Linked DNA regions of Mus musculus: region 2 is linked to region 1. The links are chromatin contacts, called in public promoter capture Hi-C maps. All regions are on one chromosome and are shown on one strand. The core of a region is the stretch at or near the end of the contact, and the rest is flanking DNA. Distances in the headings are between cores, read along the strand shown. Region 1 holds the start of Nup160 (nucleoporin 160). Region 2 holds the start of Acp2 (acid phosphatase 2, lysosomal).

Region 1 (4,292 bases), core at 76-2,575:
TACACAGAGAAACCCTGTCTCGAAACACAAGAAAGACAAGGTATCTGGCTGCTTAGCCTATTTTGGGGGATCATTATAACCCAGTGCCCAACATGCAATCAAGACTGAAAAAATAAGTGTGGGACAAACCAATATGCTTCCAGGAACTGGAAAGCTACTTACTATGATTAATAGAACAGCATGAAGATAAAAACCAATATTTAAAAATCTAGAGAAATAGAAAAAAATAATAAGCCCTTTGCACTGTGGCTAGATCTCAAGTCATTGCTATTATCACTTTTGAAAGTCACTGGCCAAATGACAGGAAACCACATTCCTGGAACCCCCGAAATAAAGTAATTACATTGAAAGTGCTCACTGAAAAATAACACTAATTTCCACTGAAAGAAATTATTCCACTGAATAATTCAATAATTTCCATCGAATTACCACCCAAAAAAAGTCACTAAGTTCGGGCAATGTAAAGTGTTACTGTTAACTTACTGCAATTCACCTTGAATTTACTGTAACATGAACCAAAGGTCAAAGACAGCTTGAAGCTTGGAAAACATCACATCTCAAGTTCTATTCAGCCATAAACAAGAAGAAAATCATATCGTTTGAATGAAAATGGTTACGTTGGGGATCATCATTATTATTAATAAAGGAAGGCACAAAAATGCAAAATCTAGATTTAAATATATGTATACATGACATAAAAGGGGAGGGGAGGACTATTATTTGGGAAGAGGAAGGGGAACAGTAAGAGGGAAAGGGAGGACAAGATTTGCTAACAGGTGAATGTGAACAAAGTAGGCTAAAGTACATGTATGAAAATGTCATATGATGTCCATCATTTGTAAAATGAATAATAACATTAATAAAAAAGCAAACACACACTCTAATAAAATCTTCTGCCTACGTCTGTGAGACAGGGTTTGATGTAACCTAGGCAGGCCTCACACTTACTATGTTGCTGAGACTAGCCTAGAATGCCTCCACCCTCCAAGCACCCAGGATGACAGGTGTGGGCCACTATTCCCAGCTTCATCATGGACCCCCCATCACCCTCCTTTGCCCTTCTTCCCAACTAGTTCCTCTTCCACTTTCATGTCTTTTCTATCTGTGACCCACTGGGTTTAATTAGAGTTGCTTGAATGAGCATGGGAGGGAGTCTTATTTATAGGAGCACCGGCAACTAACCAGCAAATACACCACTGGAGAAAATTACTCCTCCCTCACAGCAGCCACTGACTTTACCTACGGCTCCTCGGGGAGCGATGGGGCCTCAAAGTCCAACCCCCACCACGGAATGTTGACAGGCCCTGTCTTTTGTGTAGGTAACCACAGTTATGATCTCACGAGAGCAGCCACCATGCTGTGTCCAGGAGGCAGTGTCGTTACAGCACACCTTCCCGTTCATCTTGCATTCTTTCTGCCTTGATAGAGATTTTGAATATGTGGGGGAAATGACACTAACAACAAGTTCCCCAAAACATATCTCATTCACCTAGACCAGGCTGGCCTTAAATTCAGAGATCTACCTGCATTTGCCTCCTGTGTGCTGGGGTTCAAGATGTGTGCCACCAAGCCGCACAACAGGTAATCTTTTAAAAAAATATTTTTTAAATTGTGTGTGTGTGTGTGTGTGTGTGTGTGTGTGTGTGTGAGCTTCCCTCTCAAAAAAAAAGTCTCTGAAGCAGAGATTTACACACAGGAAGGAGCACACAGTGTGCTCACAGAACAGCATTGCTAGGGGAGTGAAGAAAGCAGGATTAGGCAGAGAAAACTGAACTGAAATTGACCAGGATGGACCTAGATGGAAGCAAGGGACCAGGACCTTAGGCTTCATCTTGATCCACTGAGATGCATCCACTGAGTGCAGACATAACTCCCTTTTTGCCAAGTACAGAAGGACAGGGGTTAGCAGGGCTCTAGGGGAGACTTTATCTTAGTGAGATTTAGAGGAGTAATTTAGTAAAAATGGAAAAATTAAAGATGCTAAAATGAGGAATAGACCGAAGGTCAAGGTAGGGAGGGTGTCTCTCTATAAGTTCAGACACAGTTCAATGTACAGAAACAGAAGCATAAGGCTATAATTGCTGGTAGGAAAATATGGTTGCAGGGCAAGTTGTCTTCTTTTGTGAGGAATGGGGACGTCAAGACAGTTTCTGTTGCCCTGGTTGTCCTGGAACTCACTCTGTAATGCAGGCTGGCCTTTAACTCACAGAAACCCACCTACCTCTGCCTCCTGAGTGCTGGGATTAAAAGCTGCTTTTTGTTTGATTTGAGCCAGGGTTTTAGGCAGCCTCAGGCTGGCCTTGATCTTGACATAAATTGGAGGATAATCTTGAACTCCTGATCTACTTGCTTCCAAAAGCTGCTGTCAGTGTGCCACTATGCCCACTCGGCCGACTTCAGAGTAAGCTAAGAATGAGTGGGGGTGAGGGCTGGAGACATGGCTCAGCGGTTAAGAGCACCGACTGCTCTTCCCAAGGTCCTGAGTTCAAATCCCAGCAACCACATGGTGGCTCACAACCATCCGTAATGAAATCTAGCGCCCTCTTCTGGTGCATCTGAAGAGAGGTGTGGGCAGTGACAATCACGAAATAGTCATTAAGGCAATAAATGGTCAAGGGAAATGCAATTGCTGGGGCAGAATTATGGAACTTCGCAATGTTGTGATTCTGATGGAGTTGCCAACGAACATGTTCAGCTGTAAGCCTGAAGTTGTAGTTTAATTTATTTACTCATTCATTTACAAAGTCTCACTATGTAGCCCCAAACTGGCTCTGAATGATCAATCTTCAACCTCCAGAGAATACTGACCGATCCCAGAAAGAAATTCACAAACAATTCCTTGCACGTTTGCAAACTGTACTGTATTTTCGATAACTTCAAGAAGGTTGGGGCATTAATATTTAATTCAACGCATCCGACCCGTGTCGCTCAGAGTGGCAAGTGTCTGTAATCCTAGTACTCCGGAGGCTGGGGCGGGAGGATCAGAGTTCGAGGCCAACCTGAGCTGACATCTCAACACATACATGTGTATGCGGGTGTGTAAAGAAAAAGTTTCGCAAAAATGCCAACACAAAGAATCCCTCCTTCCTTTTACTTTTCCTCCTTGTTTCGCTGAACGATGAAGAGGCTGGATAACAACTTACACGCCAACGCTCTAACGGAGGGGAAGGTTCCCGCAAGCTGGGAGTGTGCCCGTCAGGCCTCTTCCCCGCCCGCGCCCGCTTTTCAAAATGAAAACACGCACAGCCCCGCCCCTGCTCGAGGCCGTCGGGAAAAGGGCGCCGCCGCCGCAGCCGCCGCCCGTCTCCGGCCGCTCCGAAGTGACCGCGAGTCAAGGCATCTTCTTCCCGCCTCAGCCTCATTCTCGCGGTGAAAAGCCGCAGATGAGCCTCCGACCCGCGGTCCTCAGGCAGCCAAAATCGCGCACACACATATCCCCGCCTCGCGCCACACCCCCGGAAGTGACGAGCCGACGTGACCCGCCCTTGTCCCGTCAGGCCTCACGGCGACGGCGGGAAGATGGCGGCGGCGGGATCCCTGGAACGGAGCTTCGTGGAACTGAGCGGAGCTGAACGCGAAAGGCCCAGGCACTTTCGGGAATTCACAGTCTGCGACATTGGTACGGAAAGGGCTTGGGAGAATGGGAGCCACTGCTTTCCCTCGGGCTCCCCAAGTAGGCCTTTGGTCTCCCCTGGTGGATCCAAGTCCACATGCCTGAAGCCTGTGCATCATCACATCTTGTCCTGTGCCTGACTTCTTCCTCCCTTTTCCACTCACTATTGTATGCACTGTCAGTCCCTTGCACTCTGCTCCTCGGCACTCTTCAGTGCCTGTCATCCCCCAGAGAACCGCGCATGCAAGCCCACCACATTCATTTTGTAGGGACTGCAAGTGCCGCGTTTGGAACGGTGAAGTACAGTGAGAGCGCTGGTGGCTTCTATTATGTGGAAAGTGGCAAGTTGTTCTCCATCACCAGGAACAGGTTCATTCATTGGTAAGTGCTGCGTTTTCCCTTCCCCCTACAGAGATGGAGGGTTGTCTAATGTGTAAATATCTGTGCCTGTTCCAAGTTACTACGTCTAGCCGTAATCCTCACACAAGCAGAGAACCGGTGTCTCGTGTTCATGTCAGAATCAGTTCTAGAAGTATTCTCGTACCTGGATAAAAACTAAAAGAGTATAGTTGAGATACAACACTGAAGACCCATTTTAGCCATTGATTCAAAATGTCATTATGGTCTTTCAACCTTAATTCTGTTGATGAGATTAAGCTTATACATGTCACACTTGGTG
Region 2 (4,252 bases), core at 999-3,498, 530 kb after region 1:
TTCAATTTCAAACTAGGTGTGGTAATATATACTTTGTACATTTCAGAAGTGAGGCAGTAATAAGTTCAAAGCTAGCCTTGGCTACACAGCAAAACCCTAATCCTGTCTGAAAGAAGAGAGGGAGGTTGAGAAGAAAACTGCTGAGTTGGGCAGAACGCACTTGTAATTCCAGAGCTCAGCACGTGGTAATAAGAGGATCAGAAGTGGGAGGCCAGCCTGGGCTATATAAGACCCTGTTTCAAAAGACAAACAACAACAAAAATAAGCAAATGAATTTCAATCCACTCTCTAAACTGTATACGCTTAGGCAAACTACTTTTCTCTGGGTTGGTTTCCTAACCTTATAAGTTGATGGAGGATCTTTGTGAATCACTTGACATTATATGCAAAACTATATTCTGTGTTCATGTGTAGACACATTTTTTTTGGAGAGAGGGCTAATTTTTCATGTGATTTATAGGAAACCTGTGATTTAAACAGTTAAGAAATAGCCAGGCAAGGTGGTGCATGCCTTTAATCCCAACACCCAGCCTGGTCCACAGAGTTCCAAGACAGCCAGAGCTACACAGAGCAACCCTGTCTCAAAAATCAAAATAATAAGAGAGAAAAGAGAAAAGAAAATTAAGAACTGAGGCTGAGGGGCTGGTGAAATGGCTCAGTGGGTAAGAGCACTGACTGCTCTTCCGAAGGTCTTGAGTTCAAATCCCAGCAATCACATGGTGGCTCACAACCACCCATAATGAGATCTGACGCCCTCTTCTGGTGTGTCTGAAGACAGCTACAGTGTACTTATAATAATAAGTAAATCTAAAAGAAAGAAAAAAAAAAAAAGAACTGAGGCTGCAGGCTAAGCAGCTAGAAGTATTGGCAACTCCTTCAGAGGAGGGCTCAGGTTCTATTCCCAGCACCCACACAGCTGCTTAAAGTCTACAGGGGATCCTATGCTGCCTTTTTGCCTCCAAGGACACTGTATATACATGGTTCACAGATATACATGCAAGCAAAACACCCATACATAGAAAATATTTTGTTTCATCATTGTTTTTTCCAGACAGTATTTCTCCATGTATCGCTGGCTGTCCTGGAACTTGCTCTATAGACCAGGCTGGCCTACATACAACTCAGACATCTACCCCCCTCTCCAAGTGCTGGAAGTAAAGGCATGCACCACATAGATTTGTTTGTTTTTAAGTTTAAAACTATTTAGTTTTGAAGCCTTCTTATTCTCCCCAAGTCTTTCTCAAGGTGACATCGAAAGTAAAGTTTAGGCAGTAAGGTACATAATTTTATTTGGAGTCCTGGGACAGTATCAATTCTGATCAGATTTGCATTAAAGCATATCAAGGGCCCAAGATCTCATCTGCAACTGTGTGTCACTCTAAGGTTTGGAATCACAACATCCAGACACCCAACTGGCTGCCTGCCTCCAAATCCTAAAGGCTAATGTCTGGAGGAACTCTGATTCTGTGGCAATTCCAGTTATATGCCTGCATCAAAACTGATGTAGTTTTCTGAGATTCCTCCCATAAGAATTCAATGTAGTGGGTTTGGGAAATCGGAACATCCTATGCAATCCAACTCCTCCTCAAACATGACGTTTGAGTCTAATTTAATTTAGAAATCGGTAAGCACAAGAAAAGAGCTGAAAAAAACTGGGGAGTACGAAGGTTTGTTCAGGACATGAATGGCAGACTAGACTGGATCTACCTCAAGGACACAGGGAGTCCAAAGGGCTGGTTACATGCAGTACCCTACATCTCAAACAAGCCCGCTTATCGGAACAGTGTCTAAGCCAAGGCTTACACTAAACTACACACCCAAGAGCAGAAAGTTAGGCTCTGTACTTCCCCACACCTTGCCCCAGTTTTGCACCAGCCGAGGCTCTGGGATCATTTTCAGAAGCATTCCTCAAAGCAGGCACTCGCTCTCCAGGCCCAGACCCCAACCAGGGCAAGCACCAGCTTTGTAGAAGAAGGGGTAAGCCTGACCTAGCGCCTCTACAAAAGCGAGGTGTTTAAGCCTTTTCTGCCCGGAAGGTCGCGCAACAGTCCCACCCTCGTTCATCACCGCCAATCGCAAACCTTCTCCATTTGCATTCCCTCCCAAATTCCGCCTTCTCCCACCAGACTTTCTCATTCCCGGTCTCCCGCAACCCAAAGAAAGATGGCGAAGGCTGCACTTCCGGCAAGTGTCCTTACGAATGCATCCGGGCGGCTGCAGCAGGTACCGCCCAAGGCGTTCCGGCCTCTTGCTACACAGCCTACAACAGTGATGGCCGGCAGACAGACTGGTTGGAGCCAGGCGGCTCTTCTCCAGTTCCTTCTTGGCATGTGCCTAACGGTGATGCCACCCATACAGGCCCGGAGTCTACGCTTTGTTACCTTGGTAATGGGTGACGGAGTCACCAACGGGTTCGCCAAAGCTGAAAGGGCAAAGGCCGGCTGGTAGAGGGAGGGGCAGAGCTTGTGTTCTGGGGCCGGGGTCTCACTTCTCAAGGAGGAGAAAGAACCGGTTTAGGAAACCGCTGGCCCATAGTGGGTTGTGCGGCTGGATTAAGAATTGATTTGGAGCCCTAGGCTATTTTTTTTTTTTTTTTTTTTAGGGCAGGACGACCGAGTAGGAGATATTCTTCCCTAGGATGGGAATTTAGTTAAAAGGTTGAAAGTCACCCATAAAGACGACTTTGATCTTTGTTTTCCCAGTCCCATTGCCCACTTCCTCCCCCAGAAGGCGTTGCTTTCACTACTCTTCTACCTGTGCTTTGGGGCTTTACCTATTATCTCAGGTTACATTGCATCGCCCGAACTGGGGTCTTTTTTCATCGCTCAGTAGAGAAAGATGGAGTGAAATTTCCTTTCCTGGCATGTGCAGAGGTGGGTCCTGTCCTTAACTAGAAGACCCTTCTGATTCTATAGACACACCATTTTCTTTGCTCAGCTGTATCGACATGGAGATCGGTCACCAGTGAAGACATATCCCAAGGACCCCTATCAGGAAGAGAAATGGCCCCAGGGATTTGGTCAGCTAACCAAGGTGGGTCAAAAGCCAACCTGCAAGGTCTCGGGATATGCTACGGAATGAATCACATCTGGAGCACAGAAACTGGGGCTCCTTAAACTACTAGCTTCCCACATGGGTTCTGATGGACCAGATGTCTATTTTGTTGTTTTGTTTTTGTGGTTTTGGAAATTAAACCCAGAACCTTGTCTATGCTAAGCACAGTGAGCTACATCTCTGGCTATGACCAGATTTCTTAACAACTCTGTGCAGGGGACAGTATCATTACAACTGGCCACTTCTGGAATCAAATTCACCTCTTGCCAAGGGAAGAATGCCTAAATGCCATACATAGGACTTGTGGCTAATCCCCTCTCTTTGGACTTTTTTTTTTTTTTTCCCCAGGGGTTGGGGATTTGGGGGAGGTTTAAGACAGGGTTTCCTTGTGTAACAGAGCCCTGGCTGTTCTGGACTCACTTTGTAGACCAGGCTGGCCTTGAACTCAGAGAGTGACTGCTGGGATTAAAGGCCACCATGCCCAGCTCCTCTTTGGACTTTAACTCTCAGGTTTGCCCACAGGAAGGGATGCTACAGCACTGGGAGCTGGGCCAGGCCCTGCGGCAACGCTACCATGGCTTTCTGAACACCTCTTACCACAGGCAAGAGGTAAGGTTGGGAGTTTGATTGGCAAAAGGACTGGGATCTTTGGATTATATTCTGACTGCAGAGAATCTAAGGATGAGCCTGGGCAGTCAAGGTTCCCTCTTGAACTTTTGGTCCCTGGACAAGACATCTAAGAGCTGTCTAGAATACGGCTCTGGAGTCTGAAGTGTCTCTGCTTGTCTGGGAAAAGACAAAACTGACCAGGGGTCCAACTTAGACATGAGGAAGGGTCTGATAAAGTACTTTCTGACTCTGAAACAATAAATAGGCATTTTGTCCAAGACATTTATTGTCACCTGAGGGCCAAGCACTGTGGTAATGTTTTTCCTATGATGGTATACCATAGAGTTATGATCTCTATAATAGAGCTTATATTAGAGCAGTCTAATAAGCTGAACAGAGCCAAGCTAAATCGGGGGAGGGGCAGTGAAGACTGGCAAATGTGCTAGCTCCTGAGGTTCTCTGCTTACCCCAGTGGAGATAGCTGTTCCATGGTTACTGCTTGCAGCCACAGTTGTCTCAATCCTCTAGATTACTGTTCCCTAAAGACCTAGCTCTACCCTGAGCTTGCCCTTCGCTTCCCTATTTTCTT

Evidence for each region. Promoter capture Hi-C pulls out the DNA fragments that hold promoters and counts their contacts.
Region 2: a promoter capture Hi-C map of pre-B cells shows a contact between it and region 1. The contact joins the promoter of Acp2 here to the promoter of Nup160 in region 1. A contact is called at or near these places in 3 of 39 promoter capture datasets (erythroid cells, neutrophils and pre-B cells) and 1 of 9 other capture datasets (liver).

The regions. Positions count from the first base shown.
Region 1 is chr2:90,675,890-90,680,181 of GRCm38.p6, forward strand. Nup160 (nucleoporin 160) reads left to right here and starts at 1,326. Exons shown (of 37, transcript NM_021512.2): 1 at 1,326-1,581; 2 at 3,125-3,619; 3 at 3,883-3,994. The coding sequence starts at 3,520.
Region 2 is chr2:91,200,664-91,204,915 of GRCm38.p6, forward strand. Acp2 (acid phosphatase 2, lysosomal) reads left to right here and starts at 2,249. Exons shown (of 11, transcript NM_007387.2): 1 at 2,249-2,385; 2 at 2,938-3,033; 3 at 3,577-3,663. The coding sequence starts at 2,272. It also overlaps a transcript of Nr1h3 not described here.